Linked DNA regions of Mus musculus: regions 2 and 3 are each linked to region 1. The links are chromatin contacts, called in public Hi-C and capture Hi-C maps. All regions are on one chromosome and are shown on one strand. The core of a region is the stretch at or near the end of the contact, and the rest is flanking DNA. Distances in the headings are between cores, read along the strand shown.

The links. Hi-C and Micro-C count contacts between places; a contact is called where the count stands out from the background. Capture Hi-C pulls out chosen DNA fragments and counts their contacts.
Region 2: a Hi-C map of bone marrow-derived macrophages shows a contact between it and region 1, with 2.3 times the contacts expected there. The contact joins two enhancer-like sites. A contact is called at or near these places in 4 of 39 promoter capture datasets (the 3T3-L1 cell line, 3T3-L1-derived adipocytes, the HPC-7 cell line and 1 more), 1 of 15 datasets of contacts at CTCF or cohesin (the NIH/3T3 cell line), 4 of 484 Hi-C or Micro-C datasets (the HPC-7 cell line, bone marrow-derived macrophages and macrophages) and 1 of 115 datasets of contacts at active chromatin or transcription factors (bone marrow-derived macrophages).
Region 3: a contact with region 1 is called in a capture Hi-C map of bone marrow-derived macrophages, with 6 times the contacts expected there. The contact joins two enhancer-like sites. A contact is called at or near these places in 1 of 115 datasets of contacts at active chromatin or transcription factors (bone marrow-derived macrophages) and 1 of 9 other capture datasets (bone marrow-derived macrophages).

The regions. Positions count from the first base shown.
Region 1 is chr10:26,558,254-26,560,953 of GRCm38.p6, forward strand. No RefSeq gene overlaps it. Among named protein-coding and RNA genes, the nearest start is that of Gm30034, 120 kb to the left of the region's middle. Within about 2 kb of position 1,253, at least 38 of the 459 cell types and tissues checked have an H3K27ac peak or open chromatin away from gene starts, as enhancers often do. A contact at or near this core is called in the HPC-7 cell line and bone marrow-derived macrophages, where this site is marked.
Region 2 is chr10:26,751,382-26,754,192 of GRCm38.p6, forward strand. No RefSeq gene overlaps it. Among named protein-coding and RNA genes, the nearest start is that of Arhgap18, 20 kb to the right of the region's middle. Within about 2 kb of position 1,375, at least 53 of the 459 cell types and tissues checked have an H3K27ac peak or open chromatin away from gene starts, as enhancers often do. A contact at or near this core is called in the HPC-7 cell line and bone marrow-derived macrophages, where this site is marked.
Region 3 is chr10:26,798,483-26,801,394 of GRCm38.p6, forward strand. The region is part of intron 1 of Arhgap18 (Rho GTPase activating protein 18); the gene reads left to right. Among named protein-coding and RNA genes, the nearest start is that of Arhgap18, 27 kb to the left of the region's middle. Within about 2 kb of position 1,264, at least 226 of the 459 cell types and tissues checked have an H3K27ac peak or open chromatin away from gene starts, as enhancers often do. A contact at or near this core is called in bone marrow-derived macrophages, where this site is marked.

The DNA of each region.
Region 1 (2,700 bases), core at 3-2,502:
AGGGCCCCACCCTGCCAGTGGATACTGTCAGTGCCCATCACCCCAGTCCTAATGTGACTGCACTTCTACAACAGCCTTAAGTGAAGACTAACCACTTCCTGAACCCCTAAGCCCAGAACTTGTCAGCACATCAAATTATTATCAAGTTTTGAGGTAATTTATTCTGTAGACACAGTAACTAGATTAATATTTTTGAGTTGAATTCTTGCTTAGAAGAGATTTTGTTTGCTTCATTAGATCTGGTTTAGTTTTAATTTTAGTTTTAGGTGTCTCATGTAACCTAGGCTTGTCCTAACTTTGCTATGTAGGTGAAGCTAGCCTTGAACTCTTGATCCACCTGCCTCAGGCTTCCAAGTGCTGGAATTACAAAAAGGAACACTATATTGCCTAAAAGTTTTGGAAATCAGCAGTGGTTTTAAGATCAAGCCTAGGCTTTCTCTTCTAACAAGATTCCATGCAGTTTCTCTCCTTAGAACTATTCCTGGGTTCCATGGTTTTAGCTCCTCACTGGATTTGCTACTGGTTAACACTGGAAGGCTACAAAGCAGATATATATATCTGCTCTCTCTCTCTCTCTCTCTCTCTCTCTCTTCCTCTCTCTCTCTCTCTCTCTATATATATATATATATAGAGAGAGAGAGACTATGGTCAGCCGTGTCCTTTAGGTTTGAAGTCTAGGTCTGATGAATGCACCTATAAAGGGTTAAACAATGAATGATAAATATATGAACCAATGGACAAACCTATTAAGTCCTGTGACATGTTTTCATGTGTTAAGCTTACTCTTGGATGCCTTTTGATTATGTTCAGAGCCTTTTACCATACTTCAAATACATATAATTTTTCCCAATTCACCCAATTATTAGGGAAGGGGATCAATCTTACAGACAAAAGGAATTTTATTAACTGTCTTTTTAAAAGATTTTACCATGTTTCTGACATGATGTTCTTGTTAACGATATAATCAACCTTGGGTTTGTATAAAGAAAACCTACACACTGCCCATTAACTATGAACTCCAACTCCCCCAGGAGATGTAAGCCCAGCATTCAGAGAGCTTCCTTCTTGTGAGGAAGGTTACAGTAAGCAAGAAAGAAGGAAATTACTCAAGAGAAATAAGGCCTGTAAAGAGTCATAAAATAAGGTAACATGTTAAACTTGCTGCATGGGTCATTTAGATGACAGCTAGGACGAGGTCTAAAACACAGGAGGAAAATGAAACGTGTATTCCAAGCAGAGAGGAAGCACAAGGCACAAAAGTCACAAGACTTGTGGCAAAAGGAAGGCCTATGAGAGAAGAGTATCTGACGGTGAATCATCAGGATGGGGTCAGCAACTGATGAGATCAGTCAGGCATTCCTACAGTAAATACAAAATGAAACCTTTTCCCTAAGAGCACTCATTATACAGTGAGGATTTTATTTTTTTTTATTGGTTACTTAATTATTTACGTTTCAAATGTTATCCCTCTTCCTGGTTTCCTCTTTGCAAACCCCCTATCTAATCTCCCCCCCCCCCCCGCTTCTATGAGGATGCTCCCCCCCACCTACTCCAGCCTCACTAAACTAGCATTCCCCCACACTGAAGCATCGAGCCTCCACAGGACCAAGGGTCTCCCTTCCCATTGATTCTAGATAAGGCCATCCTCTGCTACATATGCAGCTGGAGCCATGGGCACTCTTTGGTTGGTGGTTTAGTCCCTTGGAGCTCTGGTGCCAGGAAAGTAAGAGGCTCCCAGGACCCAATAGGGATGGCATTGCCTGAAATACCCAATAAAGGGGAGATAGAACCTGCAGAGACCATATCCAGAGGTTAGGTTTCTGACATGATGTTCTTGTTAACCTGGTCGAGGAGTGTGGCCATCCACTCATCTCAAAAATATTAACACAGAATTTTTCCTACCTAAAGGAAATACAGGGACAAAGAGTGAAGCAGAGACTGAAGGAAAGACTGCCCCACCTAGGGATCCATCCCATCTGCAGACACCAAATCCAGACACTATAGCTAATGTCAAGCAAGAAACACTTGCTGACAGGAGCCTGGTATGGCTGTCCCCTGAGAGGCTCTGCCAGAGCCTGATCAATACCGACGTGGATGCTTGCAGCCAAACATCAGACTGAGCATGGGGTCCCCAAAGGAGGAGTTATGGGAAGGACTAAAGGAGCTCAAGGGGTTTGCAACCCCATAGGAAGAAGTACAATGAGGATTTTAAACCAGTTATTAGACATATTTATAAACTGCCTTCCGGGTGCCCTGTATCTAGGAACCAGGGTCTTAGATGAGGGCATAAGTGCAAGCAAGAGATTGTTTTACATCTAGGATAGAGTACAGGGAGGAGGGTGGTGGCAATAAAGAGCAGAAGAAGCCAATACATACAAAGCATGCTTTGTAGGAAGACCCTTGGGGACTGGACGGATTACATGTGGAAGGAAGGCTTCCTGCCAAACCTCAGTTTGGCACCATCCTGGCTTGGACTGCATTATATATACAGTCATTCAAATAGCTGTTGCCCATTCTCTTCATACTTTGTAAAACAATAAAAAATTGGAAATGTCCAAACGTTAGCATTAACGATCAAGTACAGGTTTCACAAACATGAGATTTCAACTTTAGAATGGCTGTTCCGTTAGGAATGCTTGAAGCAATAAATTCAAACTTTAAGTGGTTCCTCAATGAAATCTAAAGTAGTTAACAGTATAT
Region 2 (2,811 bases), core at 125-2,624, 190 kb after region 1:
CTAGGTCCTTCCTGAGTATGCTTATTGGTTAGTGGTTCAGTCTCTGAGAGACCCAAACGGTCCAGGTTAGTTGACTGTTATTTTTCTGTGGCGTTCCTATCCCTTTTGGGTCTGCAATCCTTCCTCCTGCTCTTACATGAGGGTCCCCAAGCTCCATCCACTGTTTGACTGGGGTTGTCTGCAGCTATCTGAGTCAGCTGCCTCAATGAAGACTCTCAGAGGATATCCATGCTAGACTCTTGTCTGCAAGCATAACAGAGTATCATTAATAGTGCCAGGGTTTGGTGCTTGCCCATCGGATGTAGCAGAGACTGAGGGAATGGCCAACTAACTGGTCACTGATCTATCTTTCATCTCTATTCCTCTGTTCAGCTATAGCACTTCTCTGAGAGCAGTGGTTCTAAACTTGTGGGTCAAGACCCTTCGGGGGAAATAAGTGACCCTTTGACATAGGTCACATATCAGATAATCTGCATCTCAGATATTTATGTGGCATTCACATCAGTAGCAAAATTACATTTATGAAGTAGCAACGAAAATAATTTTATGGCTAGGGTCACCACAACACAAAGGTGTTAAAAGATCGTAGCTTTAAGAAGGTTGAGAACAGGGGTTGGAGAGATGGCTCCGTGGTTAAGAGCACTGACCACTCTTCCGAAGGTCCTGAGTTCAAATCCTAGCAACCACATGGTGGCTCACAACCACCCGTAATGCGATCTGATGCCTTCTTCTGGGGTGTCTGAAAACAGCTACAGTGCACTTACATAAAATAAAAAACCTTAAAAACAAAAAGTTGAGAACCACTGTCTTAGAGGTTAAACGTAAACAGTGCACAGTGCTTGGGCTTGCACACTGCTACTATTATGTGAGAGGTATGTGGAATTGCATGTTTTCTTTAACATCCATTAAAAAAAGAGTAAGACTCCTCCTTTATTAGAGCACCAGTGCTGCTCTCTTTCCCATTGTGTGAAGATTTAGTTAATATATGAAGTGCTGAGAACAGTGCCTGCGGAGGTTAATCCCTCAGCCATTAGCCGGCCAGTAATGCCTCTCCGAGACAAAAGGAGCCCAGTATTTATGCTCCTGTCCAGTCCGGCCGTGAGCTGTCTGAACTCGGCACTGGGCTTTGTGTATCTCAGGCGGCAGAAATCAGTCAGTACAGGGTGTCCACGGGGACACAGGTGAACTTTGAGTGTTTCCCAAGAGAAACATAGAACACCCACCCTCTCTCCTTTTATAACTATTTCAGCTGAAGGATCGAATGTTTAATATGAATTTCTATTAAAAAACCAAATTCCTGATCTCAGAGTGTTTATTGTATTTTGACTGGTTATCACTGGCGCCCCCTGCAGGATTGATGAAGTATTTTCTTGGCCTGCCTCGGCTTGGCTGGGAAATCCTCTGAATGCTTTGTGATTTGGCAGCATACTGCAGCTCTGCAGTAGGAGGCCTGCAGAGAGCATTTTCTACCCGCCGTAAGGTTACCTGGGCATTCCAGGGTGGTGGAAAGGCATGTGATAAGGAAAAGAGGATATGCTAGGGATGGAGAAATGCTCTGTCTGGCCTACTTCGGAATCCCTTACCACTCTTTGGTGGTATCCTCTGATGCCAGGAGTTGAGCTTCTCTTCTTCAAAATGGTGGGCTGTCACAAAGCTTATTGGTGAGTACGAGCAGCAAGGCATCTGGAGAATCCACTGTAGTGTCTGTCCCACACTACACATGTTTAGTATCCGCTCCCGTCCAGTTTACAGGGTAACCCAAGCTCATCCCCACTGGCTCTGCTAAGGGTAAGGCTTTCTTTTGTTTAAGCATGTCCTTTGCTGCAGAGGGATTTTTTTTTTTTTTTTTTTTTTTTTTTTTTTTTTTGTCTTTCAGCCAGCAGGTGGCAACCAAATTAAAGCTAAAAGCTCATCTTATTTCAACATGGGTAAAAACATTGGCTTTTGCATGACGAAATGGCAGGTTGGACAGAGAGCATTTGGAACTGAAGGAGTGACACCAAGGGAGTGCTCTCCACGCTAGACCATGGGTGCCGAGGCTGGCTTTCCTGGGCCTCCCTTTGATTTCGGTTTCTGTATATCCGAGATCCTGAAGGATCCTGCTTCTTACGACACTGTACTGTAAGTAAAATGACTCGCATGGGGAGTGAGTCCTAAGTTGACATGACAGGCTCCCTGGACAGATCAATGCTGTTTGTGGGTTTGCATATTTTGAGGTTTTAATTTATCAAACGGCGAAAATGTCACTGCTATCCTGAGTATTGCCACCATGAAAACACACACAGCATAGTTCATGGCACACAGCGCATACATGATTGAGCTGCACAGATTAAATGACTTATGCTATGCTTATAGACACATGTCCGGTGGATCATGGGATCACATGTAGTCTGACTAACCCTTTCCTCATTGGATGAGGACGTGGAGACCTAGAATGGTTAATTTCTATAAAGTTACAGAGATTAATAATAATAATAATGATTATTATTATTATTATTGATTACAAATTGTGGAAAGCACAATTCCCAAAGCCAATAGTTTTAATTTTCCCCCCAATACCCCAGGGTTCCTCATTATTTCTCACTGGTGTTTGATGGTACTGAGCCTGGCTTGCCATTGAGGGCTAACTGCCCTGTTTTTAAAGACTGGCCAGGATGGGCAGTGTGGTACCACCATAATGGCTGTATTCAGAAGTGTCCCGAGTCACCATCACATGATACGTGCTGCTAGCTAAGGTCCCTTGAGATAAAGTCAGTCCTGAACAGAAAAGATAACCCCTAATACTAGTTTTCTCTCTCAATGCCAGTCAGC
Region 3 (2,912 bases), core at 14-2,513, 240 kb after region 1:
CAACCCAGGACCTCTAAATGAGCAGCCAGTGCTCTTAACCACTAAACCACCTCTTGAATAGGGACTCGATTATCCTTCTGTCACCTTGTGTAAAACTGCTACTGCTTACTTTTGCCTGTGGAGAAAGGTCTTCGAGCCACCAGACGTTCCCCACCAAGACAGACTGAATTCTCTCTGAAAGCACAGGCCCACATCAACCCCTCCCCCTTTATGGTTTTTCCTTCAGATATTTTGTTACAGTGATTAGAAAGAAAAAAAAAAAGTAAGCAACACACCCAGGGTATGTTGTTTTGTTTTGGCTACAAGAGTTTATTAACTCCTTTTGACTTGGTACAAGGTTAGGCTTAAACTTGAGGTCACCCTGTTTCGGCCTCCAGGTGGAAGGGTCAGAACCCTGTGCAGAGACAGCAGCTCCCTGCTTACTTTGTCCACAGTGCACGTTTATGACCATGAAGAGCTATATTTAGTACGGTAGACATTTTAGTGCTGATAGCTTCTGTAATTTAAGAGGACTCGTCAGAGATCATAGGGGAAATTTCACTAGGAAAGGGCGGGGTCAAGCTTCAGGTTATAACTTGTGTTTTGAGCTAGAGCCTTATGACCTTTGTGGCTTGGCTATAGTACGGTCAATCTGTCTGACCTGTGAGTAATATTGCGACTCATCAAGTGGCAAAGCACCATGACTTTGATGGCCCCAAGAGTGTCAAATGCTGTGAAGACTCAGCGAACTCACTCCAGTGTGAGCATGAAGCCAGTGGAGTGTGTGTCTGAGTGTGTGCCTCTGTGAAGCTAGTAAGTGACTCTGTGTGTGTGTGTGTGTGTGTGTGTGTGTGTGTGTGTGTGTGTTCGCCTCCGTGAAGCTAATAAGGTACCACATGGCACTCATCCTCAGCTGTGGTATTGGGTGATACTCTCATTATCAAACATTTGAAAACAGCCCGAAGAGGAAGCGCAGGTCATTTACAGCACAACTTCAGAGCTAACCTTGGTATTTTTCCTTTGGGGGTTGTGTTTTTCTGTCTTGATTTTTAGTTTTTATTCCGCGCACACACACGTTCTTAGACATGCTATCTTAACATTGAAGTTTCTATAGCTTATCTACTGTTGTTACACTTGCAGTTAAATTTTAACCCAGCTGCAGAATGCAGAATGTCTCAGCAGGCATTTTCTGCTAGGGAAACCACAGATATGTCAGGATGTGTATGTTGCTAAGCCACCACAACATCATTTCCTTTCCTACTTCCCCTTGACCCCTGCAGTCCCATTGCTGGCTTGTCACTCCTGGCATCTGAGTCATCCCGGACTTGTGTCTCAGGCCTGCTCCAGGGGGCTGTTACTGAGCTACGTGGTTTTTTTCTTCTTGGCTTTGTTTTTTTGATTTTTTTTTTTTTCCTGCCCAGCCTTCCTTTGTTTTCAAGTGCTGCACCACAGCTTGGCCTTACTGCACTCATCTCAACACTGTCGAGGCCTGCTTGCTGCGCATGCGCAGAGGCCTGGCTTCCATCTTCAACACCCCAAGGACAGAAAGTAGTCATCATTGCTGGTTTCTCAGTGTTTGTGTGACAGTCTCCAGTGAGAGCGGCCCTGCACTCTTGGCCAGCTTTCTTTCCATCCGTTGTGATTCCCTCGTGGTGTTCTCGTTTACCATGTTCACCATGTGCTTCTTCCTTACTGGGTTGTTAGAGGTAAATGGAGTACTGTGACGTAGGAGAGCCTCTAACATTTCCAGCCTCTATCCTTCACGACTTTATGACCCATTAGGGCTTTCTCTCTTCCTACCTATCATATTGCTCTATAATTCACACTAATAAAAATATGAAAGACATCATACTGGTTTATGCTTGAGGTAATTTGTTAATTAATAGCTTCTTCTCTTTCCTCTTCCTCCTTTAGACGGGGTCTCACTTTGTAGCCCAGGTTAATCTCAGATTTGTACTCTTTCTGCCTCTGGAGTACCGTGATTACACACTTATGTGATAGCACCCGGCACAAATTATTTCACAACAGAAATTTTAAGGAAATGGGACTAATGAAAAGAGCAGGTTGGTTTTCCTTAATTTCTTCCAGGGGGGCTTTATTTGGTCAGTTAAATAGATTGCAATGCTGTGTTTGTTACCTTTAGTCCACAGTCCAGAGAAAGAACACTTTTCTGGGTGGAGATATAACTGAGGTGTGCTTTATGTTTTGATGTAGAAAGTCTGCGGTTTAATCTCAACCACTATAATAATATAATTTTCTTGAAGTATGTAAGTCCGAGAAAACTATTTCAAAGTATAGCATAAAAATGAAAGACGAGCAGGAGAGAAATAGAGCTTTCTGTGAGATTGTATTATCTAAGAATGTCCTTTGAAGACAATGTACTTCTTTGGGAATGTTCTTTGATAAAAATATATTACGTGAATGAATTTTAAAAAGTCAGACTTGGTTTGTGTGTGTGTCCCATTTAGTTTCTTTACTTCTTTTCAGGTACGTGTGACCAGTATTATATCTGTTCTAGAATATAAACTTATAGAATCTTTGAGCAGGTTGTTTTCTCTCTGTGTGTGTGTGTGTGTATGAGCACACACACACACAAGCACACATGTATGTACAGACATCAGTGTGTGAGGTGATGCTCTGGGATAATTTTTCTCATCCTTTGGAATAGTTTTCCTTGTACTCATCTTCCAAGCTTCTACACAACATCCCACAGAGCTCTTAATACTGAATGGATTTTCTAGCCCAAAGTTCCAAAGTCCTTCCACAGTCCTCCCCAAAACATGGTCAGGTTGTCATTGGAATACCACACTATGCTGAGTTTGGGTTGATTTTAGTAACAGGCCTTAAGAATTTTATCCTATATCCCAGGTGTCAGAAATCCATGTTTCCATCACTCTATACACTTGACCACACCAGGAATCCATCAGGAAGGT